Linked DNA regions of Mus musculus: regions 2, 3 and 4 are each linked to region 1. A link is a contact called in public ChIA-PET and HiChIP or PLAC-seq data. All regions are on one chromosome and are shown on one strand. Each heading gives the region's core, a stretch centred on a gene start, on an enhancer-like site or on the middle of the called end of the contact. The rest is flanking DNA. Distances are from core to core; before and after follow the strand shown.

What was found. ChIA-PET counts read pairs in DNA pulled down with a chosen protein or histone mark. HiChIP or PLAC-seq counts read pairs in DNA pulled down with a chosen protein or histone mark.
Region 2: an RNA polymerase II ChIA-PET map of effector CD8 T cells shows a contact between it and region 1, with 41 read pairs. The contact joins the enhancer-like site here to the promoter of Srsf10 in region 1. A contact is called at or near these places in 2 of 39 promoter capture datasets (cranial neural crest and stem cell-derived epiblast-like cells), 3 of 115 datasets of contacts at active chromatin or transcription factors (the SCID.adh cell line, effector CD8 T cells and embryonic stem cells) and 3 of 9 other capture datasets (adipose tissue, liver and pancreatic islet).
Region 3: an H3K4me3 HiChIP or PLAC-seq map of bone marrow-derived macrophages shows a contact between it and region 1, with 3 times the contacts expected there. The contact joins the promoter of Ifnlr1 here to the promoter of Srsf10 in region 1. A contact is called at or near these places in 1 of 39 promoter capture datasets (the SN4741 cell line), 1 of 484 Hi-C or Micro-C datasets (nephron progenitors), 5 of 115 datasets of contacts at active chromatin or transcription factors (bone marrow-derived macrophages, embryonic stem cells and pancreatic cancer cells) and 3 of 9 other capture datasets (adipose tissue, liver and pancreatic islet).
Region 4: an H3K4me3 HiChIP or PLAC-seq map of the 230-238 cell line shows a contact between it and region 1, with 15 read pairs. The contact joins the enhancer-like site here to the promoter of Srsf10 in region 1. A contact is called at or near these places in 5 of 115 datasets of contacts at active chromatin or transcription factors (the 230-238 cell line, the SCID.adh cell line, bone marrow-derived macrophages and 1 more) and 1 of 9 other capture datasets (adipose tissue).

The regions. Positions count from the first base shown.
Region 1 is chr4:135,854,775-135,857,474 of GRCm38.p6, forward strand. It overlaps Srsf10 (serine and arginine-rich splicing factor 10), which reads left to right and starts at 1,297. Exons shown (of 6, transcript NM_001080387.2): 1 at 1,297-1,517. The coding sequence starts at 1,453.
Region 2 is chr4:136,005,723-136,008,422 of GRCm38.p6, forward strand. Eloa (elongin A) reads right to left here. Exons shown (of 11, transcript NM_013736.4): 8 at 2,058-2,238; 9 at 1,390-1,501; 10 at 449-627. Among named protein-coding and RNA genes, the nearest start is that of Eloa, 15 kb to the right of the region's middle. Within about 2 kb of position 1,304, at least 22 of the 459 cell types and tissues checked have an H3K27ac peak or open chromatin away from gene starts, as enhancers often do. A contact at or near this core is called in effector CD8 T cells and liver, where this site is marked.
Region 3 is chr4:135,685,024-135,687,723 of GRCm38.p6, forward strand. Ifnlr1 (interferon lambda receptor 1) reads left to right here and starts at 1,434. Exons shown (of 7, transcript NM_174851.3): 1 at 1,434-1,576. The coding sequence starts at 1,519.
Region 4 is chr4:135,703,085-135,705,784 of GRCm38.p6, forward strand. Ifnlr1 (interferon lambda receptor 1) reads left to right here. Exons shown (of 7, transcript NM_174851.3): 5 at 626-785; 6 at 1,085-1,215; 7 at 1,969-2,700. Among named protein-coding and RNA genes, the nearest start is that of Ifnlr1, 18 kb to the left of the region's middle. Within about 2 kb of position 1,252, at least 22 of the 459 cell types and tissues checked have an H3K27ac peak or open chromatin away from gene starts, as enhancers often do. A contact at or near this core is called in the 230-238 cell line, where this site is marked.

The DNA of each region.
Region 1 (2,700 bases), core at 47-2,546:
GTCAAGGGGTGTTGGACTTCTTGCTTTTCTTCTTGGTCATACTCTCATTCTCTCCGCAGTCCTCATGTTTACCAGAGACTGTGTGATGTATGTGAGGGAAGTGATGTGTGCATCTTCTCACTCATAAGTTTGAACTCCGTAGATATTAACGCATATAAGCCATATTTAAAAACAGGGCGCTGGGCAGTGGTGGCGCACGCCTTTGATCCCAGCACTTGGGAGGCACAGGCAGGTGGATTTCTGAGTTCGAGGCCAGCCTGGTCTACAAAGTGAGTTCCAGGACAGCCAGGGCTGTACAGAGAAACCCTGTCTCGAAAAGCAAGCAAACAAACAAACAAACAAAAAACCACACACACAAAAACAATAATAAAAATCTAAGTGTATTGCCCACTTGTGTATGGGTGCCCTAGGAGGCCAAAGAGGGAACTAGTAACAAAGCACTGAGCCCGCTCCCTCAACGTGGGGAATAGAGGGGAGGAGGCGCTAGAGAGAGGGAGGGGAGGGAGAAGAGAGGAGAAAAAAGGAGAGGGAGAAAAGCAAACCAGCTAGCCAAGGTTTTTTTGTAGCTGGGGAGTCCCATGATGAGGACTGAAAGTTGGAGGGGGACTGGAGCAAGAGGGGGACGATGGGCCGGGGTGAGTGGGCAGTGTCTGTCTTAGGGTGCAGGCAGGTCTGTGGGAAGAAACTTGGCTAGCAAATCCAAGGACCTAGATTGGATCCCCAGAAAACAACAAAGAGACAAACACCACCTCTTCAAGGCTGGAAAAGGGGTTCAGGCACCTTGCATGTGAGCAACAGAGACAAGGACAGCAGGGCCCGGGTCTCACGGGGAGGGAATTGCGTGCCTAGGTGACGCGGATGTGCAGCAAAGGCAGAGAGTTGCACGCACGGCACGCCGAAAGCTCTGCCCCTCCCCCAAACCCCACAAAGAATCTCTAAGTTCCTCTCTCTGGCCAGAGATCTGATAAGAAGCCCAGGCGCAACTCCGAACAGCGGATTCCGGAGCAGCCTCTAGCTGGCTCCGAGGCTCCCGAGCCCGGTCATGGTAGTTTAACCCGAGCGCTCGCCGAGAGGAGGAGGGATGGCGGGCTCGGCCGGGCGGGAAAGGGCGGGAAAGCGCAGCGCTAAAGAAAGAAAGAGGGGGAGGGGAGGAGCCCGCGCCTGGAGCCAATGAACGGCAGCGAGGCCGCGGTGCGCGCGTCAGGCCGGCGGCGCGCGCACGCCCAGAGATCTCGCGGGAAAAAGCCGTTGTCCCCCTCCGCCGGTGCTGCGGGGCGGGAGGTGGGAGGGGGCCTGGAGGCGGGAGCCAAGTCTCGCGAGAAGAGGCAGTTGCCGTAGCGGAGCCCTCTGGGTCTGTGCGAGTGTGGTGTGAGTGGATGTGAGCCGCCGCCGGAGCTGCGGACGGTTTGCCCGAGCCCGTTAGCGCCGCCGGCCCAGAGTCCCGCCGCCACCATGTCCCGATACCTGCGCCCCCCTAACACGTCTCTGTTCGTCAGGAACGTGGCGGACGACACCAGGTGAGCGCACCGGAGCAGCTACTGCGCGGGGGAGGGAGGCCGCGGGCGCCCGGCGAGCGGCGGCCGTGGCGCGGGGGAGGGGCGGGGCGAAGATGGCGGGGCCCGCGCCGGCTCTAGGCCGCGCCGCCGGCCTGCAGGAGCAAGGGCGGACACCGGGCCGAGCGCTGGCGAGCGAGCAGGCGTGAGGGCCGCGTGGCGGGCATTCGGGGGCCCCGTCCTCCCCCGCGTGCTCGGCGGCTGGGCCGAGCCGGCGGGCCGGACGTGTGTGTCCCTCATGGATCCGACGTCCACGTTCCATGAGGTGCACGCCCCCCTCGGCCTGAAAGGGATTTTTGTTGTTGAAAACGGGAAAAGGGTTGCCAGGCGGGGCGGCCCAGGCCAGCACTCGGGGAAGCCGAGGCGGGAGGATCGGCGCGAGTCGGAGGTCAGCTCGGGCTACGAAGTCAGAAGATGGAAAAGATGCGAGTGGGATAACGGGATAGCGGAGGGGAGGGTTTGCAGCTCCATCTCCCCCATCTGTGTGGATGGTGATGAGTGGATTCGAGATTGCTGTGGGGGAGAGGAGTCGTGGAGATTGGGGCGAGTGTAACAATTTTTCGGTTAAATGGAGTGATCCACGTGTTTTCGCGGAAATCTCTTTGAAAACGAGGTGCTGGAGAGACCGCTCCCGTTAGGGACCTTCGTGATTAACTTGGGTGAACGGAGGCGGTACTTTTAATAAAAGTCCGCCTTGTCTCCGGGCGTAGCCCCAGCACTCAGAAGACGGGTCTGGGAGTTCGAGTCTCGCCTGGTAAAGGGCTTTGTTTTCACAGCTTGTCCTTTGCTTTGAATTGCCTTCGGAATTTTTCAGAAGAGATTTTTATCACAGGATTACTCTTCGTGTTCGTACAAAATAAACTCCGAAGAAAAACTGAGGTTTTGGGTTTTTCTTGTTTTGTGGAGTTTTGTATCCTCTTTGTCATTACGCATAAAACAAAAGTGGTTAATTAACGACTTAAAAATTTTTCCATTTTGTCGTTTTAATACTTAAGTATGAAGTATGTAGATACTGTGATGGTTTTATTTCAGATTTTTAATGGCTGACCCTGTTGAACAATTTTAGCGTAAGCGGGGATGTGATGGGAATGCTTAATGCTGGAAATTGGGTTCCAAACCAACTTGACTAGAATGAGACCTGCCTTAA
Region 2 (2,700 bases), core at 54-2,553, 150 kb after region 1:
ACATGCACCACGCAAAGCCAGACTGAGTTTGTATTCCCTGGCTGTGTACTTCACTCTACACACAAATGAAGTGACTAGCAGGAACTGTCTGAAAAGCTGTCAGAGAATCCCCATGAAATGGGGCAGACTCTACCAGACCCTGTAGGTGCAGAACCACCAGTACCTCTGACACCACAGCTTTCCAAGACTGGCCGCTGTGCTCATGGCGGCTTAAGAGGCAAATCAGAAGTCTTTGCTGACTCTTGAGGCCACAATGCCGACAATTTAACTTTCCAACTCACACATTCAATAGTACCCAGACCCTGCAGCTTCCCAGAGCAGCAACAGGTCTCACCATGAGCTAATAAACACGAAACACCTGAGGAGGGCCAGCCTGTCCTTGGCTCAGTTAACATCTGTGTCAGGATCCCTACTGGCCCACAGCCCTGTTCCCACCAAAGTTGCTTACTCTTCACAGCTGGTTTCCTGGGATCATAGGAAACAGAACTGCTGGCCACAGGAGCTAAGTGGGCACTGCTAGTACTGGGCCCATCATAGGCCAGCTCCTCAGGACTGGAGTGGAAGTTGCTGCTGCTGTTGCTGGCAGGAACATGGCTGCTTCCTGTTGTATATGGCGCTGGCTTTATCCTGCAATACAGACAAAGCTGACAATTAGCTGGGAGCACACAATCTCAACAGAGCTGTTGCTGGGTGACTTCACTGGGGCTCTGTGCAGTGGGCCTGGTACACTGAGTGCTGGTGAAGATTCAGATACAGCTGTTAGCCCTTTATTGAGAGTGACAGTCACACTAAGCTTTTCCTGTTAAAATGTCAGTCTATAATTTGGAAATGCTCATGTGCCCTAAAAAATCTAGTCACCCTGGAAATTTGTTTTCTTTTATATGTATGCAGATGTGGGTACCAGGGCATCTGTTCATGTGGAGGCCAAGTCAGCCTTGGCTGTTATTTCTCAGGAGCTACCTGGCTATGAGACAGAGTCTTACTGAGACCCAGCGCTCACTGCACAGGCTAGGCTGGCCGGGGACTCGCTCCCCAGCACTAGGATCACAAGTGCACACCAGCCATCTGCCTGGTAACACCGGTGTGAGAATCAACCTAGGCTTAAGCATTTTATTGGCATAGCTATATCTTCAAACATAAAAACAGTTTTGGGGTATAAGTGAGAAAAATTAATGCAGAAGGGGCCCGTTCTTGAGTCAGGTCCTGTTCTCTGCCTACAAGAACACATGCATGTAGCAGAAATGATCACCTAAGCAAAGGCCAAGAGGAAGGTACAGCTCTGGTAACCACTCAAGAACACTCTCCACTGAGTGACTCCACCACAAATGAGTCACTTCCTGCCCCCCAGCTCTCCTTCAGGGTAATGCTCTTGCAGCAGAGAGATTTTACCTGACTTTCTCAGGAACAGCTGCTCCCCCGGTTCCAAACTTCTCCTGCCTTCTTCGGACATCTCTTGGTGGCTTGGCCACAGAGTTGACAAAAGCCATCTTTGCTTGTCGTCCTGAGTAGAAATACAAACATCAATATTTACCTTCATACTCAAAGGAACTGCTGCCAATGTGAGGGTCTAGAGCAGTGGTTCTCAACTTTCCTAATGTTGTGACCTTTTAATACAGTTCCTCAGCGGTTAAGAGCACTGACTGCTCTTCCAGAGGTCCTGAGTTCAATTCCCAGCAACCACATGGTGGCTCACAACAACCATCTGTAATGGAACCCAAAGCCCTCTTCTGGTGTGTCTGAAGACAGCAACAATGTACTCATACACAAAAATAAATAAATAAATCTTAAAAAATACAGTTCCTCATGTGTGGTGATCCCCAACTATAAAAGTATTTTACTGTTATTTCCTGACTATAATTTTGCTACTGTTATGAATGGTAATGTAAGTTTATGTGTGTTTTCCAATGGTTCTAGGCAACCCCTGTGAAAGACTTTTTGAACCCCCCAGAAGGAGTCACAACCCATGGCCACTGGTCTAGAGCTTTCTAAGGTTTGCGGGGCCTGTGAACCCGCACTCGGGAGCAGCCTGGACAGAAGGCTCAGCTGCGCTTCCTTACCCTTTGGCTTATTGGCATGAGCAGAGCGGATGTTGTTTGTGAGCAGGCGCAGCCGCTGCTCTCTGGCGTCCTGAAGCCTCAGGTACATCTCCCTCCAGGACTCATACTCTTCTGGCCTTTCTTCCTTAAAGTCTCGGTGACAGTGAACTTTCCACAACTGATCTGTTTCTTCAATTAATACCTGAAACCAGGACCAAGGCATGACTTGTGTACACGCTCTCCTTCCTATCTCCCCTTTACCTACACAGGACCCGATGCCTAATAGTATGGGGGAGGCAGGTTGACTTAGTAGCAGTACCACAATACTAGGAAGAAGGCAAATCACTAAATTAAAAAAAAAAAAAAAAAAAATGCCAGGCAGTGGTGTACGCCTTTACCTTTTAATCCCAGCACTTGGGAGGCAGAGGCAGGTGGATTTCTGAGTTCGAGGCCAGCCTGGTCTACAGAGTGAGTCCCAGGACAGCCAGGACTACTCAGAGAAACCCTGTCTCAAAAAAAAAAAAGGGGGCGGGGGGGGGGGCTGGAGAGATGGCTCAGGGGGTAAGAGCACTGACTGCTCTTCCAAAGGTCATGAGTTCAATTCCCAGCAATGACATGGTGGCTCACAACCATCTGTAATGGGATCTGACGCCCTCTTCTGGTG
Region 3 (2,700 bases), core at 184-2,683, 170 kb before region 1:
AGAGAAAAGGCAAACATGTTTGGGGCACCAAATGTGACACAAAAATGGTTTTTATGCCCCTAATCTCATTTCTCGGCTCTCTTTGGTTCCCATTGGCTGAATTCTTCAGGGAGCTAAAATCTACCTGCTGTCTAGTATTGTCCCCTTCCGGAATTCCTTATCTAAATGGTACAGGACACAAACCTTTCCTTTTCTGATATGTGAGCTTACAGGCGGGCAGACTACCTGTAACTTTCAACCCTAGAACACACTGACAATACCTAGAGAAGCAGACACCAGCTGCTAGGCAGAGGAAAAAGGGGCCTAGAGCCCCTCCACCATCTCTGACGAGCCCTAAACACACCTTATACTGAAAATGGATCATAATGATTGATTTCTTACATAGCCAAGGTTAACCTTGAACTCCTGGTCCCCCAACCTCTATCAACCCAGGGCTGGGATTGCAGGTGTGTACCTTAAAAAGCTCATAATTTTAGGATGTGTTTTTGTGCTTCTCGAATGTAGTTTAAAAAATCCCAGACACCTCTTGTTGTGCTGGGCCTGAACAGAGCAGAGTTTAAAAAAAAAATCAAATCAAAATAACTCGAGTTAAAGTTGGGTCCCCAGACAGAAACTAAGCTGTCTATTGAATCCCCCAGGAGATCAAGAGAAACCTGAGCTAATGGCCTGCTTTCCAAAAGTCCAGCTTTTGTTCTTTTTCTATCTTGTATGTATTCTGCAACAATTCCATAGAGATATCAATGTACCTATGTGGTATCCACCCCAACTCCCCATTCGCACTCCGTGCAGGCAAAATGCAGAAGATGAAGTCCATAACCCTTAATCCTTACACACAAAAGGACACACACACACACACACACACACACACACACACACACACACACACGTTGTTGTCCTAGCCTTGTCCCGACTCTACCTATAAGGAGAGTAATTTAGAAAGATCCCGCTTCCCCTTCCGTGGTTTCGCAGGTTTCTGGTTTCGGCCCTTCTGTTTACAAAACCAGCGTTTCCCACTTGGCTAGTTAGAATGGTTTGTGTGGTGGAATGAAGTGTCCCCTGCTCCAGGATAGAAAACAAAGCCTGAAGCGATGTCCTTTCTGGTTAGTAGCGACACAGACCGCGTTGCAGCTTAGGACAGCCTCCTCCAAGCTTTTACCGCGATGTAGGCGGGGAGTAACAAGCCTGCCGGGAATTCCTGCAGAAACTCAGTAAGAAACTCGCAAGACAGGCTGGGTGCCATCCCCCGCTCCGCCTGCAAAACGGGAGTCTTGCCAGTCTCCTCGAACTCTACCCTAGGTGCTATTTACTCCTCAACGGAACCCCAGAACTGGATTTCTTGTCTGATTTTTAAAAAATGTTACTGAGAGCCCCGCCCCCACCCACGGCAGGCGACGCGGGGCAGCCCTAGGTGAATCCCCACCGGTGGCACCGCCGGAGGCTCCTCCTCCCTGGGCCGCCGCCCTTGTCACCTGCCGCCCAGGGGCCTTGCGGCGGGCGGCGGGGACCCCAGGGACCGAAATGTGGCGGGCCGACCGGTGGGCGCCCCTACTCCTGTTCCTGTTGCAGAGCGCCCTAGGTAAGTACGGACCGCGGGGACCGCGGGGACCGCGAAGATGTGCCACCCACCCGAGGTCCCGAGAGGGGACTTGGTGCTGGGCCTCAGGGATTCTGTACACTTGCCGCGGGTTTGCTTGGTCCCAGAGTGAAACAATCCTGAGCTTGGACGGCCTTTTCTGGACGAAAGGATCCCGGTTTCCTTATTCCAGGCAGGGCCGGGAGTTCCAGGCACAGACACCGGAAAGCGTTGACTGTATTTGTTGACCGAATCCCAGAGTGCATACCTGATTGACACTTTTAATAGGGGACATACAGGAGCTGCCGGGATCCAGCTCTGGTTGATCTGGTCCCTGCTAGGAGACTCTTTAACGGGGCATTTTCTCTCTTTGTCTTTCATCTGGTAAGACAGCGGGGCACAGAATACCCGAGGCCAGGACCCAAGCACCGAACCCCAATTTTCCACTCATCAACTTCCCCAGGGAGGAAGCCATGGGCATACTTCAGAGTCCTAGACGCAGTCAAAGGAGCAGGAAGGGTTCTTAGAGCCGATAAACAATCATAAACGTTCATATTATTTTTGGTTGCTTCTTTGTCCTGGCCACTGTGTTCTCCTTAAGGTTTTCAACCCAGCTGCTCTAAGTGGTAGACAGTCATCATTTTTAAGTGAGGGAAACTGAGGCTCAGAGCACTTCATAGGTTGCTTTAGAAGTACCCCAGAGGGGCACACACAGGGCAGAGGAATAAGGCTGAGCCCTAGGTTTGCCCATGACCAGTGCTGCCCCTGCCCTGAGCGAGCTCACAGCTCTGTAGCAGTGTTTTTGAGTTAACGAGGGTCTTGGGGGACACGGGATTATGTTCCATCCCTGACACAAACTGGTTTAGTTAACATTGATCTCTGAGCCGTGTCTCTTTGATGATGGCTGTGGGTAACACCTTGCCCCAAGGGGTAGTCTGTCCTGAGGACTGAATGACATTTTATACAGTGCTATACCAGTCCCTGGAACCCTTGAAGACTCTGTGAAGTGTGGCAACTCTGAACTGTGACTTTCCCCATGTGGCCAAGCTCAAACTTTGGGCCTGTCCTGCTCATGGATGGCTCACGGATGGCTTAAAACTAAGGGGCTTACATACAGAGTGGCCTCT
Region 4 (2,700 bases), core at 2-2,501, 150 kb before region 1:
AGGCTGGCCTTGAACTTGTTCTATAGCCAAAAATGACCTTGAACCCCTGATCCTCCTGCTTCCACCTCCTAAGTGTTGGTATTGTAGGCATGAACCACATGGCTCCACTTTAGTATTTCGCCTGGAACTAGAGATCCCCCTGCCTTTTATCCCATGGCATATACAACCGCTGAGCTGTTTTGCTCTCTTCTACTCCTCCACCTTTGGAAACCGATAAGCATTTTGTACTCTGGGTGTATCTCCATTTGCACTAGTCACCTACCCTGCCTGTACTGCACTGGGCAGCTGGGGCACTGAGCTGGGTGACTGAGACCCTCATCCCCGTGGACTGGGAGGCCCGAGGGCTGGAAACCTGTAGAAACTCCTCCTGAAGCGGGGACCCTCCCCGGCCTTGGTGAGCTATACAGGAGTGACCCAAAGTAGCCGGCTTCTTTTGAACCCCAACGATCTGCACGAGGAGATTCGGCTGAGAAGAAACCAGGTTGTAGAAAATGCCCTTAGTGCTTGCTCTACAATGTAAGAGAAAAGAAAGCTCCGTGGTCCCTACCCCACCTCACCTGGCCACTTCCACCACCGGTATCCGTCAGCTCAGCGCATGCTCATTGCCGCTTGCTTCTCCAAACAGACCCTGTTTCCTGACACTCCCTATGGCCAGCCAGTGCAGATTCCTCTCCAGCAAGGTGCTAGCCGACGCCACTGCCTCAGCGCCAGAACCGTCTATACCTTAATTGACATTAAGTACAGCCAGTTCTCTGAGCCCAGCTGCATCTTCCTAGAGGCTCCAGGTGGGTGCAGAGCAGCACTGGAGTGGAACATCCCCTCCCTCCTCCCATGCCACTCCGGGGACACCAGAAGTTTCATGATTGAATGGTTCAAAGTATAAACTGACAGACAGATCGAAATCCCAGCTCTATCACAGTGACTGTGTGTCTTTAGGTAGCTTACATAACCTCTTTGAGACTTGGCTTCCACTAGAATGGTCTTATTCTCCTGGGATTGAGCAGGACTGTCACCGGAAACACTCGGTTCACTGAGGGACGGGGCCATTGTTCTGTCAGCAGTTACTGTGTTCTTTCCTCCCTAGGGGACAAAAGAGCTGTCCTGGCAATGCCCTCACTCTTGCTTCTACTGATAGCAGCCGTTGCAGCAGGTGTGGCATGGAAGATAATGAAAGGAAACCCCTGGTTTCAGGGGGTGAAGACGCCCCGGGCACTGGTATGGCATATCTGGAGTGTCTAGAAGGCATGATGGGGTGTATAGAAGTGAGGTGTTGAGTAGCAGGAAGTAGGGCTAAGTTTCCAGTACTTCAGACAGAATATCAAACTGGCCCATCTTGCCTCGGTGTCTAGACCCCCACTTCAGGGGGTGGATACCTTTAGCCCCAAATCCACTAACAAACCTGCCCCGCCCCCTGCCCGGAGAAATACCTAAGTCCCCTTCCGTGGAATCACCGAACCTTCTGCTAAGGCGTTGTCAGGTGCAAAGAGGCACACGCAGCCCTGAGACCCAGAAGAGAGGACCAGAGTGTGTGGGCTGGGAAGTGGTACAGCCGGGAGCATCTTTTAAGCCAGCAAATGCTTAGTTTACAACTTAACCAAGGCTGAGCGGCACCAGGCCAGTTTCGGGATGCTAACTCCTCTGTCAGATCCGGGAGCTAGCTGGGGGAAGGGAGAGGCCTAGAGAAGTTAGACAGGAGCTGGACCACAAGTGGGCAGTGAGAGGCTTTGAGGACAGACTCCCTGTGTGTCACAGCAGGGAGTAGTTTCAAAAGCCTGTAGAGCCTGCAAAACTCCCCCCGCCCCCACGGTGCTTGGCCCTGGTGTTTTCTGGAAACAGCTCCCAAAGAAATAACTTCCACTTGAAGCCGTGTGGACTATTGCTAGGGAACTATTGTTATTGCCCCAGGCTCAACCGGTCATGCTTCAAGAAGCTGGACTCACCTTCTCTCCCTTCTCTTTCTTACATCAGGACTTTTCTGAATACAGATACCCAGTGGCAACCTTTCAGCCCAGTGGACCTGAGTTCTCTGATGACTTGATCCTTTGTCCCCAGAAGGAACTGACCATAAGGAACAGGCCAGCCCCTCAGGTCAGAAACCCAGCCACGCTACAGGCAGGACCAGAAAGAGACAGTACTGAGGATGAAGACGAGGACACAGACTACGATGACGACGGTGACAGCGTCCAGCCCTACCTGGAACGGCCCCTCTTCATCAGCGAGAAGCCCCGGGTTATGGAACACTCGGAGACAGACGAGTCTGGGGTGGATTCAGGGGGGCCTTGGACATCCCCAGTTGGGAGTGACGGCTCCTCTGCATGGGACTCTTCAGACAGGAGCTGGTCCAGCACAGGGGACTCCTCATATAAGGATGAAGTTGGGTCTTCCAGCTGTTTGGACCGAAAGGAGCCGGACCAGGCGCCCTGTGGGGATTGGCTCCAGGAGGCTCTCCCATGCCTGGAATTTTCTGAGGACTTGGGCACCGTGGAAGAGCCTCTGAAGGATGGCCTCTCCGGGTGGAGGATTTCTGGTTCCTTATCCTCAAAGAGAGATCTGGCTCCTGTGGAGCCCCCAGTTTCTCTTCAGACACTGACTTTCTGCTGGGTCAACAATCCTGAGGGGGAGGAGGAACAGGAGGACGAGGAGGAAGAGGAGGAGGAGGAGGAGGAGGAAGACTGGGAATCAGAACCTAAGGGCAGCAAT